Linked DNA regions of Mus musculus: all the other regions are linked to region 1. Evidence: chromatin contacts called from public Hi-C, Micro-C and capture Hi-C data. All regions are on one chromosome and are shown on one strand. Each heading gives the region's core, a stretch centred on a gene start, on an enhancer-like site or on the middle of the called end of the contact. The rest is flanking DNA. Distances are from core to core; before and after follow the strand shown.

The links. A called contact is a pair of places that touch in the nucleus more often than the background predicts. Capture Hi-C pulls out chosen DNA fragments and counts their contacts.
Region 2: a capture Hi-C map of embryonic stem cells shows a contact between it and region 1, with 2.5 times the contacts expected there. The contact joins the promoter of Lhpp here to the promoter of Chst15 in region 1. A contact is called at or near these places in 2 of 39 promoter capture datasets (both in embryonic stem cells), 3 of 484 Hi-C or Micro-C datasets (all in embryonic stem cells), 5 of 115 datasets of contacts at active chromatin or transcription factors (embryonic stem cells, extraembryonic endoderm stem cells and memory CD8 T cells) and 3 of 9 other capture datasets (adipose tissue, embryonic stem cells and liver).
Region 3: a Micro-C map of embryonic stem cells shows a contact between it and region 1, with 4 times the contacts expected there. The contact joins the promoter of Fam53b here to the promoter of Chst15 in region 1. A contact is called at or near these places in 1 of 39 promoter capture datasets (embryonic stem cells), 4 of 484 Hi-C or Micro-C datasets (embryonic stem cells and hematopoietic stem and progenitor cells) and 2 of 115 datasets of contacts at active chromatin or transcription factors (extraembryonic endoderm stem cells and memory CD8 T cells).
Region 4: a Hi-C map of cortical neurons shows a contact between it and region 1, with 2.0 times the contacts expected there. The contact joins the promoter of Gpr26 here to the promoter of Chst15 in region 1. A contact is called at or near these places in 1 of 39 promoter capture datasets (hippocampal neurons), 1 of 484 Hi-C or Micro-C datasets (cortical neurons) and 1 of 115 datasets of contacts at active chromatin or transcription factors (embryonic stem cells).

What each region holds. Positions count from the first base shown.
Region 1 is chr7:132,315,803-132,318,677 of GRCm38.p6, reverse strand. It overlaps Chst15 (carbohydrate sulfotransferase 15), which reads left to right and starts at 1,450. Exons shown (of 8, transcript NM_029935.6): 1 at 1,450-1,631. It overlaps Gm10584 (predicted gene 10584), which reads right to left. Exons shown (of 1, transcript NR_028578.1): 1 at 387-2,875.
Region 2 is chr7:132,609,104-132,612,019 of GRCm38.p6, reverse strand. It overlaps Lhpp (phospholysine phosphohistidine inorganic pyrophosphate phosphatase), which reads right to left and starts at 1,377. Exons shown (of 7, transcript NM_029609.1): 1 at 1,190-1,377. The coding sequence starts at 1,314.
Region 3 is chr7:132,812,423-132,815,122 of GRCm38.p6, reverse strand. Fam53b (family with sequence similarity 53, member B) reads left to right here and starts at 1,275. Exons shown (of 5, transcript NM_001381858.1): 1 at 1,275-1,542.
Region 4 is chr7:131,965,150-131,967,915 of GRCm38.p6, reverse strand. Gpr26 (G protein-coupled receptor 26) reads right to left here and starts at 1,456. Exons shown (of 3, transcript NM_173410.3): 1 at 321-1,456. The coding sequence starts at 988.

The sequences.
Region 1 (2,875 bases), core at 201-2,700:
AACAATTTGTTCCCATGTCAGCTGTGATTTCTGACACCTGAATTTGAAAGTCATCTGGGTGGGCCCAGCGCTATCCCCATAATGGGGCATGTATTGGAAAGTCCCCATACGTGTGGCCCAGGGATCATGTTCCACACACTCTTACAGGAAGGGATTTCCTCCTTGCTGTTTCCAAAGAACCTTCACTGTGTTTGCTTAAACCGGCCGCATGCCCTGGTCTGACAGCTGCCTGGCCCAGGACTTTGCTTGTAGGCGCCTGCACAACCCACCCTCTTAAACAGCAACCTGCACTGTGTCCCAGTGCAATTACTCGAATATATAAACCTTACTGAAAGGCAGTCTTTTCTCCGGAGCTAATAAATAAACCCCAAAGCCACAACGTGTGTAAGACCATGAAAAATGGCATCATTATCTATTGGGAATTGTGAACTCTGCAAAAACCAGCTCATTGTATTTTTAGAAAAAAAAAGGTTTTTGTTTAAAAAAAATAATAAAGACCTCCAAATCACTAAGCCAAGTCTACATGGGGGGAAAAGCAATCCAGTCTACCGACTGGGAGGGCAGTCTCACTGCTTCATTAATCTTTCTTTGCAGATTTTTATATAAGAGGCAGTATTTGTTGGGAAGCTAGACAGTGGTTTTTAAGAACTCCCCTGTCATCCAGGGTTCCTATCTGCAGTCGTGACCCTCTGATTGTGACCTCTGACTCAGTCGCCGTGGATGCTGAACCAGAACTCTAGGACTTTGGGGGGTGAGGTGGGAACCTCAAACAAGACTGAAAGGGGCTCCCGTTCTCTAGAATCACCTTTAGCACATATGCCAGCATTTTACAGTTAGGGAGCATTTTCCCGGTTGCTTCAAGAAAGAAGATGCTGGACTCTGGCCATAGGAACGTGGGCAGACCCAAGACTGTGGCTTCTATCCTATTCCCCAGAGTCTGGGGTTTGGTGCTCCAAAGGCTGTCCCGAACAAGTCTTAAGAGTTTAAGGTGTCATATTTTATGTTAACTGATTTCATCTTCAGCCCACAGCCGATCACTGGAGCCTTTCCTTGAAGCAGTCCCAGTAGGCCACTGCGGCAGTGGTACTCGGGGTCCTGTAGAACCTTACCTCTCAGAAGAAGCAAACCTACAGGGCCCAAGAGCTAGGCAGCCTTTGTAGAATGCAAAAATACAACAGAGGGCGCCGAAACCACTCGCGTCAGTGGCCTTGAATATCAATGTATGGGCTGTCTCTAGACTGCCAAGTTCCTTAAAACTGTTTCTGGTAGCCGGGTCACTGCCACACACACCAGGTTTCGGTTTTGTCTTGTCGGAGTCACCGCAATACACAAACTGTATTTACTTGCTGGGCGAGGGGGCGGGGACCAAACCCACCGCTCAGCAGGGCGCGCACGCCTTGATCTTGCATTCCAGACTCGAGCTGATGTGTGTCAGCGCGACATGGGGCGGGGGGAGGGTTCTGTTCAGAGGTTTCATTCGCCATCTGCAAGTCACTCCCAAACTTTTCCTCCCAGCGCTCGGGGAGTCAGGTTGACGCGCCCTGGGTGCGGGGTGCTAGGCGCGGGGCTGGGCGCGCGCTCCCGCGGAGTCGGAGCTGCAGAGGCTTCCGAGATCGTCTTGGGCTTTTCAGGTACAAGTTGGGCTCTGGGTGACTGGGCAGGGGGTGGCGAGTAGCGGCGGGCGGAGGTTTGGCTCTGGGTCCCGGTGCCCCTCTGCGGGTTCGCCCAGGTTGGCGGGGAATGGGCGCTGGGAGTCCGGACCGCCAGGGCTGTGTGCAGCTTCACTCCCTGCGCGGAGGCTCCGGACGCGGAGGCGGCGGCGGCCCAGGCAGACAATGAACTTGGAGCGCGCCGAGCTCCGGCAGGTTTGGGCCCGCACCCCTCGGTCAGGCCTCCTCGCTACAGGCACGGTCCCCTGTAGGAGGCGTCCTTTTCGCTGCGCGGTCCTGGCCGTGCTCTAGGTGCCCAGCACGCCTGGGGACCCTGCGGGAAGGACTACCGGTGGCGGAGCCGGGGCTCACACGCCCCCTCCCTAGACAGAGCGAATGTGGTCCGAGCTCCAAGACAGAGGACCGGGTGCTGGCGTGGTGGCGCTGTGGACAGCTGGAGGCCGGCGGAGGACGCACGCCGCGGGGCACGCACCGGCTAGCTGTCCCGCAGAACCGCCCCAAGGAGTCAGAATTCGCGCGACCCTGGGTCGGCCAGGAACTGAGAGGGAAGGACGACTGATATAAGGCCAATGAATAGACAGATCGGCGATTTTCTGGAGCGAGCTCTCCACAGGCAGAGCTGGGGACCGGGATTCCCCTAGTCGTGTTCACTGCCCCTCCCCCGCACACTTTAGGGGAAGTTTCCAGGCGTAGCCTGGGGCAGGTACGTGGGCATCTGCCACTGTCTCTGGGTACCAATCGGAGCCGCCTCGGGAATCCGGGCTCTAGCCGCACTGCCGCTCTGGGTGGGAAGGCTCGTGTGGGTCTCGGGGAACAGCCCCAGGCGTCAGCGTCTGTGGGAGCAAGATTCCCGAGGAGACACCGTGGGGACAGGCCTGGGAGGAACCGAGGGATCAGTCTCAACTTTTTTTACTCGCCGCTTTTCCCATCGTCGCTGTACCCTAGTCCCCGAAGCGGCCTGACTAGGGAGTCTCAGCTGTGTCTCCCGCCAGCTGGGGAGCAGAGAGCAGAACGAGGCAGCTCTGAGCTAAGCCGTGGGGGCGGCGGTGGCGGGTGGTGATGGTGGAAGCCGAGAAGGCAGGGGCCCGGACGCGAGGAGCGACGCTGAGGATGTTGATAGCGTGCTAGTCCGTGGGGCTGTGTGCTCCAATGGAGTGGAAGCGGGCGTTGTGTCTGGTAGCGGGTCTTGGCGCACTTGCCCATGT
Region 2 (2,916 bases), core at 128-2,627, 290 kb before region 1:
ACGTCCTGGCTGCTTACATCGTCCAGTGTCTGTCCCGCTACACTCTAAGAGGGGCCTCCACAGAATTAACTGCTCATATCCAAGGCTCAGTGAAACAAAGCCAGCCTTAAGTTCTGGAGTTAGTGGAGACAATGTAGAAGCCAGAAAGACATGTAAACTGGACTTTCACCCACCCAGAAGGTCTAGGTGTTTCCTAGGACTAGCTGTCCCATACCAGTCCCTTTCACTGTGCTACAAAACATAGTCTGTGTCCTTGTTACACCATCAGTGCCACCCCTCTTGCTCAAGTGTTCTCTCTCTCCACAACCATACGCGCGCGCGCACGCACACACACGCACACACACACACACACAAACAGATAAGTAGGGGAGGGCCTCTCGGGATCAAAGGACTTACTTAACTGCAAATAAGTAAATAGTGCTAGTTAGGTCAGGGTACCCCAGAGAGTGATATTGAGAGAATAATGCTAAACAATGAGCAGCCTCCAACTGCTCATCCACATTACACAAAGCTATCTGCGGACCAAAGACAAATAGCCCAGGTTTAATGCCAATTGTGGTCTCTGACAGCATTCTGCATTGGCAAGGTGTAATGAGCCAGACCCCTTGTCCTCCTCAAATCAAAACCAATACAAGAGAATTAGATGGCTAGCCATGTATATGATTTAAAGTTTTCTAAGAGAAACAGGTGGATCATTTGAATAGTTTACTTAGCCTAGTATATTAAAAATAGTCACTTAAACGTGTAAGCAACATCAAGAAATATTTTAAAGTAACTTTTCCATTTATTTACTTTTAAGATGGAGGACATGCATGGAGGGCAGAGAGAGGCAACTTACGGTAGCCACCGTTCTTATTCTACCATGTGGGTCCCAAGAATTGAACTCAGGTGTCACACACAACTGGCAATGAGTGTCTTTACCCATGGAGCCATCTCCCCGGCCTAACAGGTTGCAATATTAATGAGATAGTCTACACTTTTTGAATCTGTATTTTACTTGCAAGTTAACCAACTGCTTCCAAAACACAGCTTCAACCCATAAATGCCTAGGACCAACCCAACCTTCCCCCGACAAGGTTCCTAGCCAGCCTGAGGGGTGGAGCTAGCACTCGAGAAGGCGGAGCTAGCGCGAACGCCCCGCCCCCGGTAGTTGACACAGCCGGGAACCCCCTGCATTGAGCTCACTAACCTCGCCACTGCCTCCACAGAGCCTGCGATAGCGGTTGCACCGCTTGCGCTGCTATCACATAGCACCCCGGAGATGTCAAGCAGCACTCCCCGCACGCCCGTCAGCCGCTCAGCCCATGCGGCCATCGTGTCCAGCTATAAATCCGAACTCGGCGTCGCCGCTGCTTTTATCCCGCAGCCACGCCTCCCGCGCGGGGTTGCCTGGGAAATGTAATCCGCGGCGGGCGGGCCGGGAGCAAACTGGGAACCACGTGGACCAGCCTGACGCTTGACTATCAGGAAAAGCAGTGAACGCATCCTGCGGAAGGAGTTCAAACCCCTAAGAGTCAGGACATGACAACTTGAAATGAAAAGTGAAACAGTCCAGGAGGGATGGCTCTCACCTGTAATCCCCAGCAGGGCTGAGAGTGTGAAGCCAAGATGCCACAAGGGGGTAAAGGTGTTTGGCACAAAACTTAACTTTAATTCTATTCCCAGGACCCATACAATAGCAGGAGAAAACCTATTCCTGACATTGTCCCCAGATCTCCCCACGAGTGCATGCACACACACGTATACTAATTAAATAAATGAAATTTTAAGTGTTGGAGACATCCTAGCCTCAGTAGTGAGGTTCTGTCTCAAAAATGGAAGAGAGAGGGAGAGATCTTGCAGGCGGTTAGATGGCACCATCCAATTCCTTGGAAACACACTAAAGGAACGTGTGCAAACAGAATGACTGCGGTGTAAATAAATGATAATGCCAAGACAAGCTGAAGAAAATTAATGTAGAGGATACAGGTTGCATATCAGAGATGCTGAAAGAAATGTGCTGAAAGAAAGATCAGCCAGGGGAGGTGGCAGAAGCAGCTGAAGCTCTCAGAGTTTGAGGTCAGCCTGTTGCGAGTTCCAGGACAGCATGGACTACACAGAGAAATCCTGTCTCAAAAAAAACAAAAAAACAAAACAAAACAAAAAGAGGGGAAGGGGATTGGAGAGAGAAGGGGGAGGGAGGGGGAAGACAGGGGGGAGAGGGACAGAAAGGGAGAAGGAGAGAGAGAGAGAGACTCCCGCTAACTACCTTGGAAAACTCTTCTGTTCTAACATTATATGAAAAACACAAATTCAAAAGTTATATGCAGACAACAGCCTTGCAAAAATAAAGAGCATGGTAATATGAGTAGAAAAAAACACCAAATTTTATGTGTCTCGGGAGGCCAGAAGAGGGTGTTGATCCCTGAAACAAGAATTATATATAGACCCTGATGATTAATGATGTGGGTGCTGGGACTGAACTCTGGTCCATCTGAAAGACCATCCAGTGCTCTTAACCACTGAGCCACCTCTCCAGCACCCAGAATGTTAGAACTTTAACGCATTTCAACAAAGTGTGCATTATTCTTTTGATGAGCTTACCAGAGGAGCTGCTCGCAAGAGAAATAAAAGGTATAATGTCTACCCTGAGTGGGTTTACTGTGCTAGAGATCAATATTATACAGAGAGACTGAAGAAGCTGCTCTAACTTGAGAAAGTTTGCTTACATCGGGCAAGAAAGAGCTTACAGATTTGGGGGTTAGGAAGTGAAGGCTGGAGAATCAGGCTGGAGTCCTGCATAACCAGGAGTTATGTGTCTATAAATCCAATAATCACTGAAGGAAAACCCCAGACTCAAATAGTAATGCAAAGGCAGAAGGTTTATTCTGCGGAAATTACCAGCATGCAGGGGCCAACCGTTCGTCAAAATGGTTT
Region 3 (2,700 bases), core at 26-2,525, 500 kb before region 1:
TGCTGTGATCAGGTGGCTTTTGGGAAGTGACCGTAAGTGTATTATAGTAGCCTCTGCTTTGCCCATGTGCCTGCCTTCTTTTGACAGAACATGTGGTTCTTATTCCTTTAAAAAAAAAAAAAACATAGCCCTTAACATGTTTCTTAAAAGGAAGTAATGTATTATGGATATTAGCATCTTTGTAGTCTGTGTATTAGCACACTTGGCCTTCTTAGAGTGATTTGATTATGTTCGAATCATCTCTCTGAGGTGAACACACATCCTTCCTTCTGATGAGCATCTTCATCTTATGGCAGAGTCTCTGAAATGAGCTGTAGTTAGTGTGAAATATGTTAGCTTATGCCTTTCTGAAAAGAATAGGTCCAGTGTGGTCACAAACTGAAATATTTCAGCAATAGCCATGAAATCTAATAGTTTCCCAAGTGCACACAAACTCAAAAAGTTAATTGTTCATTTATGTTTGATACTAGGATTGCAACATTGGATTAAAACCAATTAAATGTTCCTCGAAGCAACAGAAAAAGTTTCCTGATTTATGAATAGAACCATTCAAACGGTGCAGACACAATCCATGTAAAGTAATGAGGTGTTTTGTTTTTTTGGCAAAGGGGAACGCAAAACAGGCATAGAGTCTTAAAAAAAACTCTTAAAAATCTTTTTGGATAAGGTTAATAACACACATCAGCAGGAAGGAGTGATGGGAAATCTAGGACTTCATTTCACAAGGAACGTTATCCCCTCCCCCCCCAGGTGAGCTGCACAATGAAAATACTCTGCTTATTCTATCAGGGTTACATTCCTGCACTTGAGTCAACATCCTAAGTTACAGAACTAAACATGCCCTGCCTCTGCTTAGCAACCGCAAATCCTTCCTTCCCCAGTTGCATGTATTTTGGATGTGGCATCTGAAGTACAAATTCCTCAAATTCGATTGCACCCAGAGTCAGGAACAGTGCTTTATTATCCTAAAGTGTGACCGCACCAGAGTCCGTGCCACCTCCCTTTGCGGTCTTGTTCGCCACAGATTCTTTTAAACTGCTAAGCCAAACCCGGAAGCTGGCCATCTGAAGCCCACGAGGCCTGAGTTTCAATCCTGACTTGTGCGGTGCTACTTCCCTGAGCCCCGGCATCCAGGCGTGAGAGGTGCGTGGTGCGGGTTCACTGGACACCCGGCCACACTGACGGAGGCGCGCCGTGGACCCCCCCCCCTCTCCCCGCCCACCGGCGGCTGCGCGCACTGCACCTCGTAGCGGCACGCCGGGCGCCCCGGCCGCGACGCCGCCCGCACAGCGCCACCGAGTTCACGCAGCCGCGGTCGAGCTGCCCGGCGGCAGCAGTGGGCATTGGCGGCCTGGCCGAGGTCGGTTAAAGGGACGAGTTGCAAACAGTTCAGGAAGTGACAAGTCGATTTCCTCCTCCCCGGGAGTCGCTCGGTACAAAGCGCTCGGCGCCGGCCGGAGAGCGTGCGCACGGCGGACGCGGGCGTGCAGCCCGGACGACTTGGCGAGCGCTTGCAGTGACGGCCCGCGTCCGGCGCGCACAGTAAGCGACCCGGCCGGGCAACCGCGCCAGGGGGCTGGTCCGGAGTGGGGTCGGTGCGAGCTCCCCGGCGGCGGCGGCGGCGGGGGAAGTTGGGCTCGCGTGCGCTGCGCTCGCTCTTTCCTTCCTTAATGCTGCTGGCTTTCTTTCTCCCTGTCTCCTTGTTATACGGCGGATCCGGTGGTTTCTACCGGCGCCGACTCTTGCTCGCCCTGGTGCAGGCGTGAGACTTGTCAGCGCGCTGGCGGGGGACGAGCAAACCTAGCGCTGCCGAAAAGTCTGCGCTCCGCCGACCCAGCGGACGGCCGCGGAGACGGCTGCGTCCCGAGCAGCCTCCTCCTTTGAGGCTCAACTTGAGCCCTGGCTTGTGGCAGCAGCGAAGGCGCTGAGCCCCGAAGTTCCGCATCGTTTGCAGACAACTCTTTTGTTCACGGAAGTTTACACCCGCCACCCCTGGGATGCGGGCGCGCAGGGACGACTCCAAGGCTACACGACTGACCCGCGCGGTGTCGATGGGGGTGAGAGGGCGCTCTGCCTAGGGAGGGGGAAGCAGGCGGCGTGGCCGAGGCCAGGGCTTGAGGAGTGGGGGGTCGCCTGTGCCGGCGTGGTTTTTGCACATGGCGAAGAGGGCCGTCCGTCACAGGATACTAGCCTAGTCACATTTTTTTTTTTTTCTTTCTGCCAATCCTTGGTTTGCTAGCCGGTGGGAGTCAGGTTGCCAGCTAGGGGTTTCACTTGGTGGAACCGGGACCAAAGAGACTTGGAAACCCAGAATCCGAAGAGGGTGATTTGAGTTGACCCAAGTGTTTTCTCGACCCCCCCTCCCGCCCCCACATACACAAGCTCCTCTTCTACCCTCAGACTAGGGGAACAGTGCTTGCGGGTGAGTGGGACAAGGGCCTGGAATTGCGTGGGCAGGCTTGTTCTGGACCCTCGCCTTTGGACGCCCCCTGATGCTCCTGACCGCCGGGTTCGTTAACACGTACTGTACTTAGTACCATGGCGAACAAAGAAAAGCTCTTTGCAGCATTTGGTGAATGGGATTCTGCCTCCTATAGGCCACACTCTTGAGTTTTCCATACGGTAAAATTGGGACTCTGGTGTTGGGAAAGTGGCCCCCGTCGTGGGTTGCATTCAGGTCCTGGCCCCATTTGTGCTGCC
Region 4 (2,766 bases), core at 207-2,706, 350 kb after region 1:
AAGACCCAGAGGAATAACACCCACCATTTGAAGAGTTCTTAAGGGTTTTCCAATCCTCTAGATACCCCTCTCAGATCCAAACCACTTTCAAGCTTCGAAAAGTGAACAGAGTTCACTGCCCAGAGTATAAGGGTAACAAGATGTTCTGGCTGGGGTTTCAGTCCCATGTTTCAGAAAGTGAAGCTCTAGGCACCCGTTTAAACAGGATCTGCTATTCCACCCGTGCTTAATGCCATTGATGCAGAAAGGGGATCTCCCGGGATGCTGGGACCTTCCTAACTCAATACCAAGTGCTCAGAGTCTTGGGTCAGGGCACTCACCTGGGGTGTATGTCCACCAACAGCACAAGCGTCTGCATGGTGATCACGTCGATGCGCTTGCAGTGGAAGCGGGCCACCTTGAGCACCTTGAGGTACGTGAAGCAGAGCACGATGAAGGAGAGCAGGAAGCTGAGCGCATGGAAGGCGCTGGTGAAGACAGCAAAGCGCAGGCGCTCGTCCGGCCGCCGGCTGCACAGTGTGCACGAGGCATATAGCTGGTGGAAGCCGAGCCAGGACAGGGCGAGCGCGGTGGCCGGGAAGGTGAGCGCGTGCAGCCACGTGTAGGCCACCATGAAGGCGGCATCTCGGAGGCGCATCTTGGCACGGTAGCTCAGCGGAAAGACCACAGCCACCCAGCGGTCGATGCTGAGCGCGGCCATGCTGAGCATGGAGTTGGCGGCCAGAAAGGTGTCGAGGAAGGCGGCCAGGCGGCACAGGCGGTCCCCGGCCGGCTGCCGTTGTGCCACGACGCCGGCCAGTGTTAGTGGCATGTTGACCACGGTACACAGCAGGTTGCCACACGTGAGGTTGAGAGTGAAGAGCGCCGGCGCCTGGCGGCGGATGTCAGCGCTGTGCAGGAGGCAGAGCAGCACCAGCCCGTTGGACAGCAGCGACACGCCGATAGTGCCCACCAGCAGCCCCGCCAGGCCCGCGTCCCACGAGTTCATGGTGCGCGCCCGCCGCTGGCGCTCAGGGCCCGCAACCCCGCGCCGCCATGGCGCAGCCTGCTGTCGACTCAGCCCCTAGGCGACACGGCAGCCCAGCGACCCCTGGCCCTTGTCGCCATGGCTACCCAGAGGGCATCCACCAACCCAGAAGCCCGCGCCACCCCCTGGGCCAGCACCTAGGCACGCAGCCTCCCGGAGCCCCGCGCCACCTCCCAGGCGAGCACCTGGGCACGGAACCACTCGGAGTCTGGGGTCACCTCACCGGCGATCACCTAGGCGAGTGTTCACTCCCAGTCCCGCACCACCTCTTGGCCTGTGCTCCTCTGACCTCCTGAAGTGCCCTGGAATCCGGGGTCGCAGTCTCCTGTGGTCACTGGCTTTGCGTCTGCCTGCACCCGCCCTTACTGGGTCCCTCTCAGCTCTGGCTCTGCTCCGCACACCCTTCTGCTTTGTGGCTTTCTCTCTGTCTCCCTCTCTCTGCCTCTGTGCTCAGTCTCCTGTGTGCTCTCACTTTCTGCCCCCTCCCCCTTCTGTCTCTCCCACCTCCAATTTTCTCCTCCCTTTCTTTCTCCTTTCTCTCTTTTTTCTCTTAGGAAACTGGCTGCTTCTGAGAAGGAAATCCCACCGATTCTCTCTCTCTCTCTCTCTCTCTCTCTCTCTCTCTCTCTCACACACACACACACACACACACACATACACACACACACACACTTGGAGGGAAGGAGCCCTACCGGCTCCCTTGCAGAATGGCTGGCTCCCAGTGGCTCCCCTCCTCCCCTTCCTTTCTATCCTCCCCTATATGAGCTGGAGACAGGCTGAGTCAAGAAATCTAGGAAAAGGGAAGAATGTCTGGGCACCCTCATGTCCCAGTGCTGCTTGTCCCTGCCTAGGTGACCAGACCTTGACCCAGTCCACCTGCCCCATAGCTGCCCAGCATCTAGGATTGCTGCTGTTATCTAAGATGAACTGGGGAGCTTGGCTAGGCTTCTGCTGAGCTGGGATAGAATTCACAGTTCTGTCTTGCATTATGGCCAGAGATCTCCTGAGATCTCCCCTCATCTATCTGCAGGCAGTTGCTGTACTGCTGGACACTGAGTCTCCAGAGCTTCGTCTCTTCACTCTCTAGTCATTCAGCTACACTCTCAGATATGGTGCAAGGTCACTTGAGGCTCACCGGGACATCCCTTGGGCATGCCATCAGTCAAGAACACACTCTGTCCATGGTCATCAGAAGTAGTCCTGGTGTAGCTGGTTCTGGACACTCATTGTGTCCTGGGCCAGCTGCTGTCCTGTCCATTCTGGGTGTGGCGAGCCAGCGAGTATAAGCTTATTAGGCATGTGGATGAACTGTTCAGAGAATGGGAGGATAGCGGATGTCTCTGTTTGATCCAGATCATCAGAGTTTGGGACATAAAGGGTCTCAGCCTCCCCTCAGGTAAACATGTGGGAACTGTGTCTCTTCTATCCCTAGTCCAGACTCCGTAGTTTCAAAGGTGCTTGGTGGACAGACAGGTGACAACTTTCAGAGCTTCCTCAGTCTCTTGCCTTTCTATGGGATGCTACCTCCTCCAGTGACCACCTACACTGTATTTCAGAGCCTGGTGAGATGGCCAGTGATGACTGTACATAGCCAGACCTCAGTCTGAAAGAAACCAAATATAGACAGTTTCCCTAAGGGAGCTGTTGTGTCTCCCCCATCACACTAATTATCTTCCCTCACATAGATTCAAGGATGGAGGGGGTTAATCTAAAGCACCTGCAAGTCAGAGAGAACAATG